Linked DNA regions of Rattus norvegicus: region 1 is linked to region 2. The links are chromatin contacts, called in public Hi-C maps. All regions are on one chromosome and are shown on one strand. The core of a region is the stretch at or near the end of the contact, and the rest is flanking DNA. Distances in the headings are between cores, read along the strand shown.

The links. Hi-C and Micro-C count contacts between places; a contact is called where the count stands out from the background.
Region 1: a Hi-C map of psoas muscle shows a contact between it and region 2, with 8 times the contacts expected there. The contact joins the promoter of Slc8a3 here to the enhancer-like site in region 2. A contact is called at or near these places in 2 of 12 Hi-C or Micro-C datasets (frontal cortex and psoas muscle).

Annotation. Positions count from the first base shown.
Region 1 is chr6:106,735,150-106,741,996 of GRCr8, reverse strand. Slc8a3 (solute carrier family 8 member A3) reads left to right here and starts at 3,492. Exons shown (of 8, transcript NM_078620.2): 1 at 3,492-3,808.
Region 2 is chr6:106,648,577-106,655,374 of GRCr8, reverse strand. The region is part of intron 2 of Slc8a3 (solute carrier family 8 member A3); the gene reads left to right. All of the region lies in intron 1 of LOC120103571 (a long non-coding RNA gene), which reads right to left. Among named protein-coding and RNA genes, the nearest start is that of Slc8a3, 87 kb to the left of the region's middle. Within about 2 kb of position 3,859, at least 16 of the 93 cell types and tissues checked have an H3K27ac peak or open chromatin away from gene starts, as enhancers often do.

The DNA.
Region 1 (6,847 bases), core at 2,243-4,742, 87 kb before region 2:
GTAGCCACCCTATTGAGCTCTTTTAGGACCATTAAAATACAAAGGCTGTGCGCGTGTGTCTTTCCTTTGGGAACTCCCAACATTGGGTGAGAGGAGTTTGGGCCAGAACAGCTGAGTTGAACCAGCCGGCTAGAGTTCAGAAAGAACTAGAGAGGGTGAGCTTATTCAGCAGCAAGTCTCAGAGCCTGAAAACATTCTCGGTCTAGATAAGATTGTATGGAGGCCAGAAGCTTCTGTGTGTACACGTATAGTGTACAAGCACCTGGAGTGTTCATGTATAGTGTGCAAGCATGTATGCGTAGAGACCAGAGGGAGATGTCAGGTGTCTTCCTCAATTTCTGTCTTAGTTGAGGCAGGGTCTCTTATTGAACCTGTAGCTTGAGACTGGCTTTCCATCTTCCTGTCTCTGCCTCCCCAGTGCGGGGATCACAGATAGATTTTACATTGATGTTGCCAACCAAACTCATTTTAATATAGCAACCACCAAGCTGGCCAATGCACTTCAGGGACCCTTCTATCTGTCCCTGCCTACTGCCCAGCACTGAGATTATAGGCATTACATGGGTTCTGGAGGATCTGAACTCAGATCTTCACGATTGCATGGTGAGTACTTTACCCACCTATCCAGCCTTCCCCTCCCATTAGAGTTCGTCTCTAATGACCTAAAGTCTTCCTGGTAACCCTCCACCCATTAGCACCTCTAGCTTTTCAATAGCACCTTAGAAGCAAGGCTTTATTTTGCCAGGACACTGAACATCCGAAGTGCCACAGAGCCATCAACCTGTGCACTTGAAACAAGTGGTTTGATTGCACTTAAGTTATGCCTCAATAAAGTTTATCTAAAAAGAAAATATACCACTAGAAACCCTACCACCAAAAAACAGCAACTTGAAATACTTTATGTATTTTTATGTTGACAGGGCATAGCTACACATTCATATTCACTCTCTCTCCTCTCCTCTCCTCTCCTCTCCTCTCCTCTCCTCTCCTCTCCTCTCCTCTCCTCTCCTCTCCTCTCCTCTCTTCTCCTCCTCTCCTCTCCCTTTCCCCCCCTCTCTCTCCAGTCTGTCTCCCTGCTTCCCTGTCTCCCTCCTTCCCTCTCTCCTTCCCTGTCTCCCTCCCCCCTCCCTCCCCCATCCTACCTTTTTTCCCTCATTCTCATACATCATGGAAACCTTCCCATGTCAATACACAGAATGCTGCATCAGCATCTTTCATATTTGAACTGAACAGCATCTGTGCTTGTCTGCACAAGCCCGTCAACATTTTAACTTGGAGGGTGGAGGATTCCCCACCAACCAATATTTTATATGGTACTGTGTCATTGCAGTGTGGTTTATTACCTCAATTTTGTTGAAAAAACTTCAGATGATTGCAGTTTCTTTACTGTACTAAGTACCACTACAAACATCCTTATACCCATCTCTTCATTTATACCCCCAGTCACGGCCATATTGCAGGAAAAGCCCTGAGTCACAGCAGCTCTCACTTTTATAAAAGAGTTGAGGTATGCCTAATAGTTACCTATCCTAAAAGCTGTCCCAGTTTGCACATCATCTGTCCATCCCTCTCATTTTGACTGCAGCCTATTTAGACACCCTGCTGCTCCATGAGGACAAACACAAGGCCAATCCTGCTGCCTGGTGGGTCTGAAACCTTCACACCCTTTGAAATCATTGAAGTACTACAACACCAGAATCTGAGCCCTTAAAAATCACCAAAATTCAAGGCCCCTAAACTGTCTGAAAGCACTTCCAGCAATCCATGCAGAGCCCAAATTCAGGACAGGATCACCTCCTGACTTGCTAAAGAACACTGCACTGACCCTCCCCTCACCCCCCCCAAAGAAGAGTATATTTCCTTCCAAGTTCCAGTCCTTTCTACCTCCTATGGGCACAATCACTTTGGCTTCTCCCTGGTTGGTGTCCAGGAGCTGGAGGTTGTACATGCTGTTTGTGGTATCACACTTGCTGCTTGCCAGCACGACTCCAGCTGGTCCCCCCAACCCCTTCCCATCCTTGACTCTGCGACATGTCGCCCTAGGATAGCTGTTTAACTTCTAGACAAAAGTCGACAGAAAAGTGGAAGTAGTAATTGCGTGTATTTCATAGCCTTCTGTGAGAATGATATCAAACAATGCAACCAAATTCACTGCCACCCGCCCTTCTCAGAGATGTGACACTGTCTGATTCCTCTTATGCTTGGCTTCAGGCGGCAGAAGCTTCGAGAACAGTTTCCGTCCCATCCACACTGATGTCTATACAAATGACCAGCAGCCACTCATTCCACGGCTGCCTGATGACATCAATAAACTGAGGACACACAATCTCATGGTTAGGCATGGTCTGCCCACTCCTGCCACCAGGACCATGCGTGGCAAATATAGCAGAAATTACAGGCATCTGATTTAAGGCTGTGTGCGTACCCTACTCTCAAGCCAAGCCCCAAACCCTAGTTCTGTTGCTGCATCAAAGGGCCGTCTCTGCTCTAGTCTCCAGGCCCAGAGTAAGCAGCAATTTGAAAGGCAGCCCCCTTTTATTTTTAGCCTTAAAAAAACACCAGAGCCAACAGAGCAGTGCTCACCCAAGCATCTCTCACAAAGCTCTTACTTGACTTGGGTTGAGAAAATGACAGGGTGAGTTCTGCACCAAGAAGGGGGGGGATAAATGGGAGAGAAAAAGGACCCCCCCCAACACACACACACATTGCCAACCTCCATCCCCCTCGAGTCCTCCCCTGGGCCTGGGTGGACCCTGCCTGGGTAATCATTCCCTGCTATATTTAAAAGCCACAATGTGTTTGGAGGGGACTTAATTTCGGGATTGCGGGCGGCTGCGTCTCCCGAGGACAAGAGGGAAGCCTGTGCCGAGCTCTTGCCTGCTGTGCCGAGCTCTTGCCTGCTGTCGGGACTTCAGGGCTACCAACTCGGGGGAATCCAGGTCAGGACGAGTCGCCTCCTTGCAGCAGCCGTCTGCTCCGATGCTCTAGGTTCCAGGCTCAACGGTTGGGTTGGTGGCTTTCGGGTAGGGCTTGCATCCGCATTCTATCTCCCGGGGCTCTCTGAACGCTAGGTCCGTGCTTGGTGTCCCAGGCCCGCCGAGAAGCGCTGTGGAAAACTCCCCTCCGCGCGCGAGGCTAAATATGCGCGGCTTGTCATTTGGTGTAGCTGTCTCCCAGCTGATAGGGTGACGTCGAGTTTGGAGGCTTGGAGATTGGCTTTTTGATTTGGCTCCTTGCGGAGGCTTAATGGGCAAAGCTCTAGGCTCGCCCAGAAACCAGCCCCTACGCTCGTCCCCTCTGTGCGCGGCGAGGCCGAGACGTCTCCGGTGGTGACAGCGGGCGAGGCTGAGCCGCGCGCTCCCAGCCCGGGGAAAGCCCGGGCGACGCGGCAGCCAGCCCCCGCCGGGGTCCCTCGGAGCCGCCAGGGCGCGCCGCGTTGCTCTCCGTCCCGCCCCTCCCGCAGGGATCCCCAGGCGACAGCGACCGGGACTCCGGGCCTTGCCTGGGCCACTCAGGCAGTCCCTGCTTCTTGGCTGGGTGCCGAGGGTCCGTACAACCCGCCCTGCTCCCTGGCCCCAGCGATCGAGCTCCAGATGCGCTGCCTGGTAGCCCCCTGACAGCTGCTAGCCCACGAGCTCCGGCCGGCAGCCGCGGCGGACTGTCATGCCCTGGACGCCGCTGCAGCCGGCCCGCAGCCCGCGGGGGCGATGAGCCGCTGCGGCCGGTGAGGAGCCGGGCGGCGCGGGCATCGTGCACCTTCCTAGCCCGCCTTACTTGCCCATTGAGCTCTGGAAGCTAAGGGGAATCGGTGAGTAATGGGATAAGCCCACAATCCCCAAGCCCCGGAGGACGGCAGAGGCAGGGGATGCCTGCCGAGATCCCGAGATCCCAAGCCTGATATGCTCACGAGAGGGTCCCTGGTGGAGAAGAATCATAAGTTATTTCTCAAGATCATTCGCATGCGGTGCCTTGCGGCGGGTTTAGTGCCAGAAAAAGTGGGGGAGGGTGGCCGGGAAAGTGTATGTTGTATATGCGGTGTTGGGGGAGAATCTGGGAGGGTGTCTAAGCTAGGGTGCTGGGGGTGCCGTGAGAGATGCCTGTGAGCCATAGTACTGGAAACAGTCCTGCTTTGGGGTTGATGACTTAGGGGCGGGGTAGCTCAAAGAGGAAGCTGCATGGCCCTGTGTGTGTGTGTGTGTGTGTGTGTGTGTGTGTGTGTGTCTGTGCATGTGTGTCACGCCGGTGAGCTCCTGGGCTGAGTGCCCACCTGGTTCTGAGGCTAGGAAGGGGACCGCGTTATTCCCTTGGCGCGCGCGCGCATGCGCGCGATAACACACACACACACACACACACACACACACACACACACACACACACACACACACGAACTCACGCGCACACGCACGCACGCGCGTACCTCAATGTTGGGACTCCATCGCTGCTGGCCCATAACCGCAGCCCCAGTGCACTCCCTTCCCTCCAGCCCTGGAGGGCTCTTGGGCCAAAGGGTACCCCGTAGTCTGAGAGATCTAGGGCTGCGTGGAGAACTGTGAAAGTGTATAACTAAGCTCCCCTTTTTCCTTCAACACACACACACACACACACACACACACACACACACACACACACACACACACTACACACGCAGGAGCCCTCATTTTAAGGCCAGGCTGCTTCTGCAGGCCCTAGCTGACCTGCCCTGAGGACCCAAGCCACACTGGGGCAGAGGATGAAAATGATTTGCTAGAGGGTTTTCAGTGAAGGAGGTAGTTTTTCTTTTTCATTCGTTGTGTTTTATTTTTAACCGGGAAAGGGGGGGGGCATAAAACAAATGCCTTTAATGCAGTGCTGTAAATTTCCTCACTCACTGCTTGCCTCCTATCCGCTCCCTCTCTTTCTCTTTCTCTTTTGGCAATTAACAAACAAACAAACATCTGAACGCTTGGTGTTAAGGTTTTCCAGGCAGAAAGATTGAAATTGGGTGCAATTTATCAGAAATGTAGGCTGCAGCTGGGCACCAGGTGCCCAGCTCCTGGGTGGTCAAGAAACCACCAAAGGGAGGGCTGGGGGAACACATAATGGGAACACATCCGGTTCGTCTGGTAGGGTACCAAAAGGGAAGCCTGCAGGCCTCCAGCGACCCGGTGACTCGCAGCAGCTCCTGTGATTAATCTTCCACAGCTGTTGTGCCCCATCCACTTGAGCTGTGCTCTTGTTTACCTCAGGGTTTTCAAATATAGCGGCTGCGCCATGCTCTTCCTGAAATGGGGAGGGTGGGGGTGGCAGAGTGGGGTGGCGAGAGTGGGGGGGAAGTTCACTAAGTACAGGCCAGTGACCTCCCATCTTCCCACCCTGCTGGCAGACTCTGGCTGGCTGATCTAACTTTGGGAGGAAGCTGCCTTGTTGTGTTGGTGATTGGATGGGACTGGTTGGTCACCCTGGTCTCTTTAAATAAATGAACTGTGTGTGTGTGTGTGTGTGTGTGTGTGTGTGTGTGTGTGTGTGTGTGTGTGTGTGTATCTGCAGAACTGGGACTTGATCACAGAGGTTCTTTCTTTACTTGAAGACAGGAAGACTATGGTGCAAGTCCCCCTACATGGAATGTTTATTGTTCTTCTAGATTTCCTTATTTCATACACCCATAATCTGAACCCCCAACTTTGAAGTGATCTAAGATGCAGCTGAATTTTACTGGTGTGACTGAGCAATGGGGGAGGGTATGCAGGGAGCGGGGAGGAACACAGCTCTGGACCTGGACCATGAGCTCCAGGAAGAGAAGAAAGAAGGTTTGCCTTTATCCACACTGTATCCCCAGGGCCTATCCCTGTGTCCAGCAGAGAGCAGGCACTTGGCAATTGTTTGGTTAAACAATGGAATCGGAGGAGGCACGTGTTGCATCTTCCCCTCTCTGGGCATCTTCTACTCCCAGTAGAAGAAGGGAGAAGGGAGAGTTTTCGAACTGTTTTTGCTGCTGTTGGCTTTGTTCTGCTTGAAAAAAAAACCAAGCCAGGCCTGGCAGCAAAGGTCTGTAATCTCAGCAGGAGGATTATAAATCCAAAGCCTGTCTGGGCAATCTGTGAGATCCCATCACTGACAACGACAACAACAGCAGCAGCAGCAGCAGCAGCAGCAACTTGGTGTTTGGGGGAGGGGCAGAAAGACAAGGTTGTATGTAGCTCAATGGTGAAGGACCTGATTAGAGTGTTTATTTAATCTGTAGTACTATAAAAATAAAATCCCTTCACACTGGGCCCCTCAGTGAGCTGACAGCCAGATTCACTTACCCCAGACCTCTTCTATTCCTGTTTGGAACAATTTGTGTATGTTTTGTGTGCACGCGTGCGTGCATGTGTGCGGGTGTGAGTGTGCGTGTGTGTATGTAATCTCGGGTCACAGTGGTGGATATTGTCCATAGGCAATAATGTGGCATTGTTTCCCACCCTGTGTGGTATATCCATTGCCCTCAATCAGGATTTGGAAGACGCTACCATCTTGATTTCCCTTCACATGGCTACATTTGATGAGTAGAGATGGGTAACTCCCCTCACTCAAGCACTTGTTTTACCTAGAGGGTGAAATATTTTCTCCAAAAGAGAAAGCCTTTACTTCTTTTCTCGGGGAGACATTTATTGAACAAGCAAGCAACCAGTAAGCACCTACTCTGCCAGACAAGAGCTGGGTACAGAGGCAGGCAAAATGAAACGGTTCCTTTCCTCATAAACATACATCCTCCCAGGTACAACCAAGCAGTGAATAGGCAATTAGTGTATAAAGTGATTTCTGCCCCATGAGGGGCTATGGCAGATCAGTGGAAGTAAATAGAAATGATCACCTCTCCTCGGGGTCT
Region 2 (6,798 bases), core at 2,610-5,109:
TGTACCTAGCAGCTGTCAAGTGCAGTTCCTTTGGAAAAGCATACATCACATCCACGAGTCAGGATCCTAAGTTTTATCTCACTTCTAGTTTGGTAAATGCACCAACAGAAGTCCCACTATAGATAGATAGACAGACAGGCAGGCAGGCAGGCAGGCAGGCAGGCAGGCAGGCAGGCAGACAGACAGACAGACAGACAGGCAGGCAGGTAGGCAGGCAGACAGGTAGGAAGGAAGGAAGGAAGGAAGGAAGGAAGGAAGGAAGGAAGGAAGGAAGGAAGATAGATAGTAGATAGATAGATAGATATATACATAGATACATAGATACATAGATGCATAGATAGATAGATAGATAGATAGATAGATAGATAGATAGATAGATAGATAGATAGACAGACAGACAAACGGATGGATAGATAGATACACACTCTCACTTTCTCAGGCAGTCATGCATGTGTGTACACACAGAAGCATCATCACGGATACTGAGCATGATCTCTCAGGAGGTGTCCAGCTCATTTTATGACCCAATGTCTCTCAATGGGATCTGGTACTTGCTTATTTTAGGCTAGGCTGGATGCCCAGTGAGTCTCAAAGATCCACCTGACTTTGTCTTCCCAGGGCTGGGATTACAGGCACATGCAGCTAAGCTTGGCTTTTCTACATGGAGATCAAACTTGGGTCCTCACGCTTGTATTGACCCATCTCTCCAACCCCCTCTTTTGACTTTTGAGCCATTAATCTCGAAGGCCTGCAGTTACTTATATACTGTCTGTCCCTGGGTAGAAGTGATAAGCTAAGCTGGACATCCTCTAGCCCCAGAACAACTGGCTAAGACTAAAACACTGTCTGAACTTTTGTCCACCAAGTAGAGTGACTGGTCTAGGTATGTAAGCTTGGCCTCATAAGCACTGTTTTCTCAGTACCCTTTGACACAGCAGCCCGGTTATATATCTCAAGGGATAGCAAATATAGTGTTGGTGTCTCTTCAGGACAGCTGAATTTGGTGACTCATGTAGTCATCTATAAAACACGGAGAAGAAAAAAAAGATAGACCACATGGGGATTTGGTTTAGTTTGGTTTGGTTTTGAGAAAGGCTCCTCTATGTAGCACTGGCTGTCCTGGAACTTGCTATGTAGACCAGGCTGTCCCTGAACTCACAGAGATCCACCTACCTCTGCCTTCCAAGTGCTGAGTTTAAAAGTGTGCACTATCATGCTCAGCCCCGTGGGGGTTTTGTATTATTGAAGAGTCTGTTTCTGAATGTGTTCCAGAGACCATAGGTAAGTCAGCACAGGGTTCTAATGCGTTAACATCATTTTGAGAGGTTCTTGTGCATAAGGACTCTGGCACGGGGTTGTGATTTGCATGAGCAGTAAATTCTGTCCTTATCACAGCTTTGCTAGCACCCTCAGAGTCCAACGTCTTAGATAAAGAGACGCCATCTCTATCTTTGATTGAAAAGAAAATGAAAGGAAGGACAAAAGAAAGAATGAATGGATGAAAGAAGAAAATAGGTGTTTAATTGGGTACCTGCTTACAGTTTCAGAGGGTGAGTCCTGGTCATCACGGCATAGAGCATGGCAGCGTGCAGGGCACTGGAGCACAGCAGTAGCTAAGAGCTTGTGTCTGATACACAAGCCTGACACACACACACACACACACACACACAGAGAGAGAGAGAGAGAGAGAGAGAGAGAGAGAGAGAGAGAGAGAGAGAGGGAGGGAGAGGGAGAGGGAGAGAGAGGGAGAGGGAGAGACAGGGAGAGGGAAAGAGAGGGAGAGGGAGAGAGAGGGAGAGGGAGAGAGAGGGAGAGAGAGAGGGAGAGGGAGAGGGAGAGGGAGGAAGAGGGAGGGAGAGGGAGAGAGAGAGAGAATGCTTAAACTTTGAAGAAAATTTAAGTATATTCCATAAAGCTATTGATCTAATCCATGGAAGAACTGGAATTTGAAATGAAATCCATTTGATTCTAAAACTATTCAGGGACCATCAGACTATCCCTGTACACAAAGAGAGGAAGAATAGTCCTGTGGTCTCTGTTGTGTATGCTTCATTCTTTTCAGGTTATTAAAAGTGTAAAAACCACTGTGGACTCACAAGTCTGGCAAAAACAGCTCCCAGCCAAATTGGTGCATAGTTTTGTGGTCCCCATTTTTTTTTTACCCAGCATGAACACTAGTCCTTCAGATGTAATGATTACTGTGTTGGCAGTGGGAACTCAGAAGAAACAGCTAAGGGCCTGGGAGAGGAAACAGAATTACAGTGGAACCCATCCCGGCCGGGTGACAGGAGATCAGGCACCAGGGAGCCACGTGGCAGTTGTGCCAACAGAGGTTTCAGCCTTCTCTTTGAGAAGCTTTGAGGAACATCATGGCTCCAGCAGCCAGAGCTGGAGGGAAATGATTCCCCAAGGGAGTAGAGAACCTGCAGGGAAGAAAATGTCTTTGCATCTAGCGACCTTTCTCCTCTGCACTTTTTCTTTTTGGTTTGGTTGGTTGGTTTTGATCATCAATGAACCCTGGAGTCAGCAGCTTTTTATTTTTATACTCTAATATTTTTTTCCAACTGCTGAGTGTCTGTTTGAGAGACTCCCGTGGTAAATATTTATCTCAAGCCTAAAATAAACTGTGGTTCCCTTGCCACATTCACGTAGGGTGGCTTTCAGAATGTTGCTGACCAGGGCGGCTGACTGTCGCCAGGTAGCTCAGTCTCAGGATGGAGGCTGAACCCCTTCCAGAAAAAGTTGCTGGGTGAAGGAGATTCTTGGGACTCCCCACTGTCCCCATGTAACCAACACCTCCGTCTGCTCTCCACACAGTCCCCTGCTCTCCTCCTTTAGCTGGCACTGTTATATCCTCTTGCCTGGCAAAAGGATTCTTGTTTCCATGGAAGCCTCATTAAATCTACATCTTGCTCAGTTTGGGTTTGATCACAGCTGCCAGAAGTATTTTTAGTCAATGCAGTTGTGTAATGAGATGGGAATTGGAGAGGGGATGGGACCCAATGGACAGAGAGAGAGAGAGAGAGAGAGAGAGAGAGAGAGAGAGAGAGAGAGAGAGAGAGAGAGAATATGAATGTATATATATGAAAAACTTGGGAAAAGAGGGTTTGGGGTTTGAAAGAAGGGAGACGGGTGGGGCACTTCTCTTGGGAAGCTGAGCTGAGCTTCCCATTGGAAGCTGGCCCAGGGATGCTTGCCACACTGTTGTGGTCATATGTCCAGGGAACCTCTGATCTCTCTTTCCATGAGCTCAGTTGGCTCCAGTCAGGGTGACACTTAAGCTGGAGTGTGAGTGCCATCATTGGATTTCCCTCATCGGAGCTGAAGACAAGCAAGAGTAGTTGTTGGACCCGGGACGGGTGCTCAGGGTCCGCAGTGTAGGGCAGAAGCAGATCAGAACCACAGAGAGAAAAGTGTTAAGACATTAGAGGCCTATGTAAGAAGCCAGGATTGGCACTGGAAGCCAGTACCAAGTACATACCTTGGCCGCTCTAGTTCTGAAAACTCTGATTCTCTACAGTTGTGTTCTGTCCTTGCCCTGAGCCTGCACGTCAGAAGAGCTCCTGAGGCTGACCGACACAACTGGAGTTGTTGGACTGTGTGTGTGTGTGTGTGTGTGTGTGTGTGTGTGTGTGTGTATACAACATGTAAGGAGGCTTAAACAACAGGCAGAGAAAAATAGGTGACGTTTGCCGAGCCTTTGTTAGTCATTCAGTGTTTTAGGCTTTCTATTCTTATTAATTTGCTTTCCTTCCCTGAACTTGGGCCTTGGCCAGTGAATATATCCTCCTTGGTGACACGGAACCTGAGACACAGAGCAGTTGAGAAATTTAGTCACAGTTGCCAAGCTAGCTTTGTGGCAGAGCCAGGCTGGTACCCACGCAACCCGACTGGAGAGTCGGCAGATGGAAAGCAGCACGGCCCACCTGGCAGTCACACACTTGAAACTGCTTTCACTCTGCAGAACCATTTATAGTGGCTTTGTGTGGATGAACTGAAAGACATGCAGATGCGCCCCTGCAATCTCATTCATCCTCAAAGAGGCGGGTTATTTTTATAAGATGTTCTGAGGGCGGTAACTAAAGTTATCAAGTCGACGATTGAGATTACCCTGAATCCCGGTCTGATTCTGGCCCTGCCCCTCTCTCTGTCCACTGACTTCCCATTGGCTTTTACAGCCTCTCTTGGACCTTGGGGCCTCCTAGTATTTCTGCAGGATGGTGTCTCACAGTGTTCCCTTTCCAGCAGCAGGAGTTTCTGTCCTAGTGTGAGGCCGCATCCCTCTTGCCCCTTTCTCAGGACACTGAAAAAGCATTTAACTTTCTACACTTTCCCGACTATCTCTCCAAAAGGGCACCTTGGCATCTGCTGGCCTCCTTTACCTCTGGCCTCCTTCAGCCTCTGATCTTTGTTGACCTTACTCTCTTCAAGGACTTGACTTTCTCTGAACTTGCCAGCTGCCGCCTTCAAGTCTCAAAAAAAAAAGGGGGGGGGGACATAGAGAAAACCTGCATGGCCTCTCCTCTGTATGTATTCCAGGAGGGCTTATTGTGCTCTTCCCCTCACTGCAGGCAACCAAAGCATCCATGAAACTCCACAAATGAAGTAATGATGCATCTGGTGAGCCTTCCGGCCAAAAGTAGGGCAGGGAGGCAGGCTGTTGTCATGACAGCTCGGAAGATCAAAGGTCGTGGCAGAAGTAAATGCCATCTTCTTTTCAGATGGAGTAACTGAGGCAGAGAAAGAAGCTGACAGGGATTCAGATCTCTGGTTTTATTATCAGTACTCATTCCACCCTACATAGTGTCTGATCTCTACAGGAAGTGTTGTTTCTCAGCTTAGCTACAAGACCTTATCCAGAGACTTTTCAGGGCATCCAGAGACCATAGAACAATCTCCAGGATAGGTCCTGTGGACAAGTATACCCAAAGTGAATGTCTGGAAGTTCCAAGTTCTGGAGTAAGGATGCTGGCTCCTTGAGCAGTTGTGGACCTGTTTGCTAATCCCGCATGGAGCTAGCATGAAGTGCAGTGGGGTTTAAATTTAGGTCCCTAAAGCCTATGTTCTCTGTACCCCATAACAAAGGATGGGTGCTTTGAGACAAGATTACAAAGGAGCAAACTGAGACCCACAGGATAAACAGTTAGCTCAAGGTCACCTCACTAAGCTAAGAGGGAGGATACTGCTTTGTGTCTGACTCCTGAGAGCCCGTCTTGTCATTTACAATACTCTTGTACTGGCTTCATTTCCTTTCCGTCAGATGGGAACGATAACACCCGTCTCTCATGGATGTTGTAAGGGGGACAAAGATAAAAGAGAAAGTGCTTTGAAAATGTAAGTCAGCTTCTCAGATGGGAATGACTCTTGTCACTATCATAGGCTGCCAGCCCCTGGGACTTTGCTGGGCAGGTCTCTCTTTTCCACCAGCACCAAGGAGCTCAATCTGCCTTCACTGAGCCCCGCCCTCTCCATATGTCTCCCCGCTCAGCAAGCATTTAGCTCATGTTGCATCCTCTCTTGCTGCCGAAGAAATACAGAACCCCAAATTTGAGTCTCAGCATGTTGTAGATAAAGAGAAATACATTGCTTCCCATAGTGTCCTTTGGAAACATTCCTTTTTGGACTCAGAGTGTATGTGCAATTTCCTCCCTAAAATTTAAGATATCCTGTTGATAGGGATGCTTTCTGTCTTATGACTGAGAAACAGGAAAGGAAACCAGCATTTACTCAGCAACCACTGTTTATGGATGTTAGATGACTGTTGGCCATGGTTTCAGTGCAGTATGAGCCTTATTATTCCCAAATATTAGTTTCCACAGACATGTGACAGCAGGGCAGAGATTTGAACCACGTCTCCAAAACCATCTTTCTACTATGGTCTTCTACTGGAGGAGAGTCCCTGAAAACAAGTTTCTGAAAGGACTTATGTCAAGGACAAGAACAGAAGCAGATTTAGAACTAGATGGGCCCCCTGAACAAGTAGCCCATGCCAGCCATCAGCCATCGTTACTGGGCTTTATATAGGATGTCAGCAGCATCCTGCATATCGTACAAGCTGGCAGGGGCCTAGGAAGGAACAACCAGTCAGGTCCCACTTAGATTCTACCCAGTGCATCAGTTAGGACACTTACCAGTGTGTGTGTGTGTCATAAGGACAGAGCAAGGAGGCAAAAGACTCAGGAGCCAATTTCATCACCAAATACTGAGGCAAGTGGCTTTCAGAGCAGGGGCAGTGAGCATAAGCATCCCGAAGCTATAGCTGACAAATGAGCTTATCAGACTTGGGGAGGCTCACCTCAGCTCCTTCATCAAGTACATCAGGGCAGTGCTTGCAGGAGTGACCCTGCCTTGGGCCATGCATTTATCAAAGCAAGCCTGTCAGTTCTACAGTGGCCTGTTTGTTTAGGGATGAGCCTAACATGATTCTTCAAGAAAGCATAGCTAAGGACAAAATGCTGCCAGGTTTATTTTTCCCCATCCCAATCTCTCAGTAGGACTAGAAGTCAGATAATATGGGGTTTCTCCAGTCTGCAGATGGGAAAAGCAGGAACCAAAGGAGTGATATTGTTTTCCTGAGGCAACCTAGCTGGTTATCAGTGTCCACATACATTATTTCATGTCTTATACCCAATGCTCTATGCACCATGCAAATAGGAAATCAGTCACGTGACCAACCAAGTATAAACTGTTGCTGGTAAGCATGCTGTAGTCACTCCCATCTGGTCTTCCAAGATTAAGCTTAAGGAGAGCCAATTATTCAGTTGTTAGAAATTGTAGACACTTCTGAGAGATAGTTGA